Regions from separate parts of the Pan troglodytes genome. Here region 1 is linked to region 2. The links are chromatin contacts, called in public HiChIP or PLAC-seq maps. All regions are on one chromosome and are shown on one strand. Each heading gives the region's core, a stretch centred on a gene start, on an enhancer-like site or on the middle of the called end of the contact. The rest is flanking DNA. Distances are from core to core; before and after follow the strand shown.

Region 1 (3,795 bases), core at 172-2,671, 290 kb before region 2:
GATGGTAATGGGTTATTCAGAACTTATTAATATTACTGTTACTCAAGTTGGTATGCAACTCTCCCACTGCTAAATTTGGCTTAAAAAAAAAAGAAAAGAAAGAAACCCAAAGAAAGTATCCACAATACGGTAAACTGACAAATTACTTAAATCCAGAATATACAAAGAGTTCCTACACATCATAAGGAAAAGAACCACAAATGTAACAGAAAAATGGACAAGAATAGAAAAGGCAGAAAAGGAACCACAGAAGCTAGGTAACATATGCCCTTCTAAGTGCTAGAGGACCGGGAAAGTCTGCGGGAACTTTGGCTTTATCTGTATTGCTGGAGATCATACTCCCAGTGCTGGAGTAATTCGAAATGTAAAAGCAAAAACAAAACCCAGCCGAAGCTCCAGTCCACAAGGGCGCGGCGGGGGCCAGTTTCCCCACACCCCGCCGCACGCGTGCGTACCTTGCACAGGTCGGAGGCGATGGCCGCCAGGATATCCTTCTCGCGCTCCTGCACCATCCTCCGCAGGGCCTCCAGCTGCTGCAGCCGAAACCGCAGAGGTCGCGACCGGCCGGACAGGAACGCCTGTCGGACTCGCCGGACTTCGAGCTCCATGGCCTGGTCCTGCAGAGAACTGCACGGTCCGGGGGCGCTGGGGCGTGGGAGGCGGGAAGATGCAGGTGCAGGCCTCGCCTCCCTTCCCTTCGCCTCCCTCCGGGGGGTGTCTCCACCGTCAACCCACAGCCACAATTCACTCGCCCAGGGCTCACTCGCTCAGCCGCGACCTCCACGCCCGCTGAGTCCCACTGCCAGTCGGAGGCGCCGGGGGAGGACTGAGCTCGACCCAAAGCCTCACCCCTATTGGCCTGGGCGGCCCACGTGACAGCCGCTGTCCACGGCCTCGCCCACGCGGCCCCCGCCCTCTCCCCGGCTCTGGCAGCGGGCTGGATGAAGGGGGTGGAGTGAGCAGTGCGGGAGCCGAGCGCGGCCACGGGCCCGGGGGCGGCGGGGTGTAGGGATGGAGGGAAGGTGTTGGCCATCCTGCTGAGAGCGCCCTGGGGCGGCCCCAGAAAGGGCGAACAGGAATCCTGGAGGAGCAGGCGGAGGGCGCTCGGCTGGGAGTGGGCGCCCTGCCGGAAGCGCCCCGACTGCGACGGAGAGCCGTCTCCGCTCTGGCACGCTCTGAGGGGTTCCCTCCTCCATTTTGTGGCTCTTCAAACATGGCCAGATGGACGTAGTTGGAGGCCTAGCGCTCCCCATTCCGCTTCCCTGTCCCCTGCTCCTTCCTTCAGCGAGGAGCTGCCTCGACCGGCACTGACCGTCCCAGTTCCCTGGAGAGCTAGTCCCTGAGGGCGGGAAGCCGGGGTTCGTCTCCCGCGGAGCCGGGACAGCGGTCATTTCCTTCTTGCACAAGCATCATCCTCGCACGTCCGTTACTCAGAGCTTCTCCCCAGGCTGCATTTGCCTCGCTGCCCATGGTTCCGTGTTCCCGCTCCCAAGAGAGAACCCGCTGCCCTCAGGTTTCCCCCTCCCGCCTTATTGCCTTTCGGGCGAGAGACTTCAGCTCTCATCACTGTACTCAGCAGCAGTTGGCTCAGCTGATCGGTCCTGTCTTGTGGAAAGCTTTCTTTTCTTTACCATTTCCCTGCACTCTTCTGCACTTTTCTTTTTAGCTCAGTGGCCGGGTCCTCTGGGGTTCCTTTGCTGGATTTTTCTCCCCTTCCTGACCTCTCACTTGTTCAGGTGCCCAGGGCTTAGTCCGGGGCCCTCTTTTCACAGCCACTCCCTCATGTAATCCCATGAATAGTGCTCACAGAAGGCTCTAATCCCAGCCTTTCCTCTGAACTCTAAAGGGTATATTTGTGAAAAGAAAATAACTCGGGGCCCTGGCCCAAATGAACTCTCCGCTTATGTACAAAACAACAAAAACCGTGGGAGCCCAATTCACTATGCCAAAAGGAAAAAATTAAGCAAAAAGCTGAGTCATGCAAGAAACTGCCTTTCTCTATGTCCCTAAGCAGATAGCTACAGATAAAAGGTTAAATGTCCCCACAGGTAGCTGCTCTGTCCTCACCTTATCTTACTGAAGTGCTGATTTACACAGCAGGAGGCAAATACATAATTGACTATTCCCCTGCCTGTTCCTTTTTCTATTTGTGCAATGTGTGGATTCAGTAATGACCATGTTCTCCCTCTTTCCCCTCCAGCCCGCTCCTCCCTTTTAAATATTGAAGCCCTCAAAATCATCTTTAGATGAAGGCACAGACCTCCCTCCCAAGCATGTCCTTAACCTTGGCAAAATAAACTTCCAAATTGATTGAGAGCTGGTTTTGGTTTACAAGCTGGCAGCCAAAGGAAGTGACTCAGTGGAGGTGGCCCTGACCTTTGACAAATCTATCAGTGCTTGGTACCAGCTTGGGCTATTTTTATTGCTCAAACAGGACAATTTGCTGAGGCCTGGGAGCTCCCCACTCCAGAGAATCCCTGATGTCCCAAAATTTGGTTGAGATCTAAAGTTTATTTTGCTGTACACCTCTTTGTCTGCAGTTTTACTTACTCCCAACAAAGAAGGTGCGTTTTCCTGCCTCCCTGACGATGGAGGGGAGGCAACTCCTTTCTGGAATTTCATCTGGCTTCCAGCAGGGAAGGTGAGTCTGAGTTTTTTTTCTCCCTCTAAAATGCTAAAAGAGCAGTCTTGAGCCTGGACCCTATTCCTAGGTAAGCACCTGAATTGGAGTTTTGTCTTGGAAACTCTCCTTGGTGACTAAAGTTAAGATTAGCAACCAGCTGGTCTTAATTTCTCCTTACCATTAGAGCGCTCAATAATACAAATTGTGCGATCATTTCTTTTGCTTAACTGTTTCTTTGTTTGTTTCTGTTGTTGTTTTGGTCTTTTTCCCATTGGGTTTGACCAGCTCTACTTGACTTGGTCAAATCTGAAGGAAAGTTGAAATTATGGAGAACAAGGTCTTTGAATTGGCTAAATTACCACAGCTGAGGGGAAAAAAAATGAAAAAGAAAAAACAGGCCGGGCATCCTGATGGTTTCCCTGCTTCTACTCTTTCGGGTTTTTTTTTTTTTTTTTTTTTTTTTTTGAGACAAGGTGTCACTCTTGTCACCCAGGCTGGAGTGCAGTGGCCATGATCATGGCTCACTGCAGCCTCCAGCTCCCAGGCTCAAGTGATTCTCCCACCTCCACCTCCCAAGTAGCTGGGACTACAGGTTTGTGTCACCATGCCTGGCTAAATTTTTTTGTATTTTTTGTAGAGATGAGGGCTTGCGATGTTGCCCAGGCTGGTCTCCGACTCCTGGGCTCAAGTGATCCCCCTCCCTCAGCCTCCCGAAGTGCGATTACAGATGTGAGCCACCTCGCCGGCCCCCTGCTTCTACTCTTGACTCTAGAGATTGTTATTTCTCAGTTCTACACTTGCCCTTTTATACTCTACTGCAGGGACCTAGAGTGTGTGAACCCCATTTCCCAGGCTCTCGTGCCCGCTGGCTTCTGCCAGTAGGGGGCACTATAAGGAAATCAGAAGGCAGGAGGTGGAGAGTAACTTACTGCTTCTGGATTCAATCGTGTGGCAGTTGCTGGCCATTTCTATAGTGAAAGTGGAGGAGGGATTATTCTTTACTCTAGGAATTCCTTCCATGGTCAAGGTGGCACCTCTCTAGTAGACAGAGGATGAAAGTGATAGTGTCTCCAAATGGCACAGAAGCTGGTGCAGTTCCATTGGTTCCAGCTAAGGGTATTTTTAGCAGCTTTTTTATCTATGATGTCACCCCATTATTCTTTTTGACATCT
Region 2 (3,780 bases), core at 1,122-3,621:
GAGACAGCTCTGCTGGGGCCAGGGGTTTGAACCCGATTTCAGTAAGGATGGGAGCAGAAGCCTGGGATGGTTGAGAGACTGGGGGAGGCAGATGGCCAGGGTGGAGCTTGGGACCCTGCAGGGGCTCTGGCCAGCTGCCCGGCAGCACCATGGCCATAGGCATGCAGGGAAGAGGGCTGGCGCTGACACCTGCTCTGCTCGAGCCAGCTTCCAGCCTCACCCCTGCCCAATGGCTGACAGCCCTGCCTGCCCAATGTGCTGGAAGCTTCCCTGAGGGGACTGCGTGGGAGTGTACCAGAGGACAGAGCTGTACTAAGAGTGAGGTGGGAGCGAGGAATGTCTAGGAGCCCAGGAAGGCATTTGGGGGTGGAGAGACTTGGCACAGGCACAGGCAGGGAAGCTCGGCAATATATGTTAACAACCAGCATGGCTGGACTGGTGCAGATCTGCTGGATGTCAGCTGGGCTGAGGGTCTGCCCCACCCCATTGCAGATCCCTACATCCCACCCCAAGAGCTGCAGAGTGTCCTGCTGAGATCGCTGCGTGTCAGCATCTGCAGAAACTACCTTCTCCTCCAACCTGACTGTCCTGACCTGAAGGACAGCCTGCCCAAGGACTTCTAGTACACCAGGCTCTCCACTGGGCCCTTGAACTGGTGGTAAGGATTCTAGCAGGCCCTATGCAAGCCCCTATGCAAGCCCCTGAGACCCCTCCCCTAAAGTCGCTTCTAATGCCACTAGACTTGTTAAAGTTAGGCCTGGTCACCCGCCCATCCTATCCTGGAGTCTTCCATTCCCCAACACCCAGGGGTCGGGCTTATTTGTACCCCTGAAGGCCACCCTAGAACTTCCCACCCCTTGGGGAGACTCCCCCATTATGTCCTATTTGAATGTGGGGCCGCCTTTGGTATAGCCAGGTCTTAAACTACTGGGAGCCCCCAGTTATTCGATAACTACAAGCATTTTGCTGAAAACTAACTTGTGTGCAATACCGAGCCTCAAAGGCCAAAGGGAGGAAATAATTGGGTGAGACTGATAGAATGTGTGGGAGAAAGCACTTTAACTGGAAAGAGATGGACACAGCGGGGGAAGAAGGGAGTATGACCCCCTCTCCAGGAGGGGAAATGGGCCCTGTCTTGGGCTCTGGGTGCAGCACTTGGGCCACCAGCCCACCCGTCCCCTCCCCCAGCTGCTCTTGTCAGATGTGTGAACTGGTTACCCGCTGCCTCCCTCCCCTGATCAAATATCTTTGCTCACCAGGCAGGGGGTGGTTCAGTGGGTGCAGGCTGGGCTGAGACTGCTCCTTCCCTCCCTCGTGCAGATGGTTGATGGGACTCCCCTAGTCTGCTCCCAAGCTAGAAGCTGCAGAATGTGATGACCTGGGGTCCCTGCTCGGAGCCTGGCCTCCCGGGAGTCTACACACCTGTGAATCCCTTCATTTCCTGGATCCAAGATAATGTCTCCAACGTCTCCTTTGACACCTCTGCCAACAGATGCTGTTGGGGCTGGCCCAGGACAAGACAGAGGCAGTGAGGGTTGTTAGCCTCTGGAGTCCTGGGTTTGAATCCTGACTTAGCTACTTACCTGCCTTTGCCATCTGAATCTGTTTCCTCCTCTGTAAAATGGAGATGTCTTCAATTATTCATTTATCAACAAGTTAGTAGTTACCAAGTGCTTACTCTGTGACAGGCCACTAAGATACAAGACTGTATCTTGACAGATTCGTGGATTTTGGCTAGCAACTCCCCTGAGCGCTGGCTGATTGGGGTGCCAGGCGCCGCCCGCTGCGGGCCTCAGTTTCCCCAGCTTCGAACTAAAGAGCGATGGCTTGGATGTAAGGATTCTTGAGGTCCCTCCCAAGTTTGTTTAATAAACTTTTTCGAGGGCAAGCGTCTCCAAGCCACAGGGGCGCATCCTTTTCACCTGCTTGGACGCTGCTTGGCCCCAGCTGGGGAGCCTCCTCCGAGCACCCGGCATTCCAGAGTTAGCCCCGACAGCTGTGGTCACGTCGCCCGTGCTCTGCAGCGCCTCCCTCCGCGTCCTCGCGGTGGGGCCACAGCGACATCTAGTGGCTGAATGTATTTTAAACACTCGGCTTGCTGCGGGCGTGAGTCGGAGCGCTGCTCCCCAGGACTCAGCTCTCATTCGCCTCTGCGCTTCGGCGGGGACGGGGAGCCGGGCCGAGTCAGAGTGAACACACACTCCCTGCGCGTGCAACTGAGTCGAGCGGTAGGGCTGGCTTTACCCGACAGGTCAACGCTCCCGCCCCAGGTCTCGGTCATACCTGCCCTAAGGAGGGGTGGAGCCTCGGTGTGGAGCCCCGCCCCTTGTGCCCCGCCCCCTTATAACGGCGCCCGTTCACTGCGCCTGCGCATGCGACACGCGCACTCGCGTGGCCTTCGCGAAGGTGTCGCTGCCAAGAAACGTGTCCTGCGCGCTACGCCGTCTGTTTCTAGGGCAACGCCGGCGTCTCTTAGCAACCGCGCGCGGCCTAGGTGGGTCCCCCCGGAACCCCCAGACCTGCCATGGCGACCGCGAGTCCTAGCGTCTTTCTACTCATGGTCAACGGGCAGGTGGAGAGCGCCCAGGTGAGCGGCCGTGGACCCCGCCGGGGCCCGCCCCCCAGCGTCCCCCGGGGCCCTTCCCGCAACCCCCCGGGCTGCCCTGTGGCCCCCGGAGAGCCACGTCATTCCTCTGAGCCTCTCGGTTAGGCGGGGGAGGGGAGCCAGCATTGGAGAGCTTGGCGCGAGGTTGCCCGGACCCTGAGTCCCGATGTGCAGGAATAGAAGCAGACCTCGAGATGTTGAGCTAGTACCGAGGTCACACTCGGGCAAGCCTGTGGGCCCTCGCACGGGTCATGCCCACTTGCTTGGATCACTGGCAGGAGCCTCCTGGGGTTAACGCGAGGAGCCGAGGCTTGGCCGAGTTTCCAGCATTTGCGCTGTGTCCCGTGTGGAGTTACTGTCCCGCGTTCTGAATCCCCAGATCCTTGAACTCGGGTTCGAATCCAACCATCCAACAATGGTGGTGGCCTGGAATTGACCCAAGGAAGGTGTGCCTGCCAGGCCCGAGGGACGCTATTCCCCATCCCCCTACACTTTAGAGGAATCATTTATTGTAAATATAAACCAACGCTCACCAAGTCCTCAATATGTCCCAAAGTCGGTGCTCCGCACTGGTCCACCCTTACAGCCTTACCAGATAGGCACTACTAACACCCCCATTTTACAGCTGGGGAAATATACCAAAGGAACTGGCCTGTCTGGGAATTGAACCCACGCCTATCTGACCTCAAAGCTTCACTACACTGTCCTTCCAGGCTGTTGGAGGTGGTGTTTATTATTATTTTATAATATTATTGTGAGGATTGACTGAGACAGTTTGGGTAAGGCTCTGACAGGGCCTGATGCTTTGTAGGTGTCTCCTGCCTTCCTATTTCATCAGGGATACTACATGCTCCCACCCTGTCCGCCTCTGCCTTAGCCTAGTGCCTAAGACCGTCTTTCCCCACTCTCCTGTCCTTTCCTATTAGGGGCTCTCGGCTGGGCTGAGTCACATGTGTCTGTGCTCTCAGCATCAGCGACCCCCCCCCGCCACACACACACTGACAGTCACACTGTTCCTCCCTGCTCTGCTCTCAGCACCTCCCTCTTTTCAGGGCCTCAACTCCAGCCTTGCATATGATGGCTTCCTGGGTTCTCAGACCTTTCACTTCAGCACCATTCCCTTACACCAGTGGTCCTCAACCTTTTTGGCACCAGGGACTGGTTTCGTGGAAAAC

The links. HiChIP or PLAC-seq counts read pairs in DNA pulled down with a chosen protein or histone mark.
Region 1: an H3K4me3 HiChIP or PLAC-seq map of stem cell-derived excitatory neurons shows a contact between it and region 2, with 2.6 times the contacts expected there. The contact joins the promoter of ALDH3A2 here to the promoter of B9D1 in region 2. A contact is called at or near these places in 1 of 7 Hi-C or Micro-C datasets (induced pluripotent stem cells) and 1 of 1 datasets of contacts at active chromatin or transcription factors (stem cell-derived excitatory neurons).

The regions. Positions count from the first base shown.
Region 1 is chr19:52,237,918-52,241,712 of NHGRI_mPanTro3-v2.0_pri, reverse strand. It overlaps ALDH3A2 (aldehyde dehydrogenase 3 family member A2), which reads right to left and starts at 1,421. Exons shown (of 12, transcript XR_010153252.1): 1 at 764-1,421; 2 at 456-645.
Region 2 is chr19:51,951,951-51,955,730 of NHGRI_mPanTro3-v2.0_pri, reverse strand. B9D1 (B9 domain containing 1) reads left to right here and starts at 2,371. Exons shown (of 6, transcript XM_016932250.3): 1 at 2,371-2,587. The coding sequence starts at 2,525.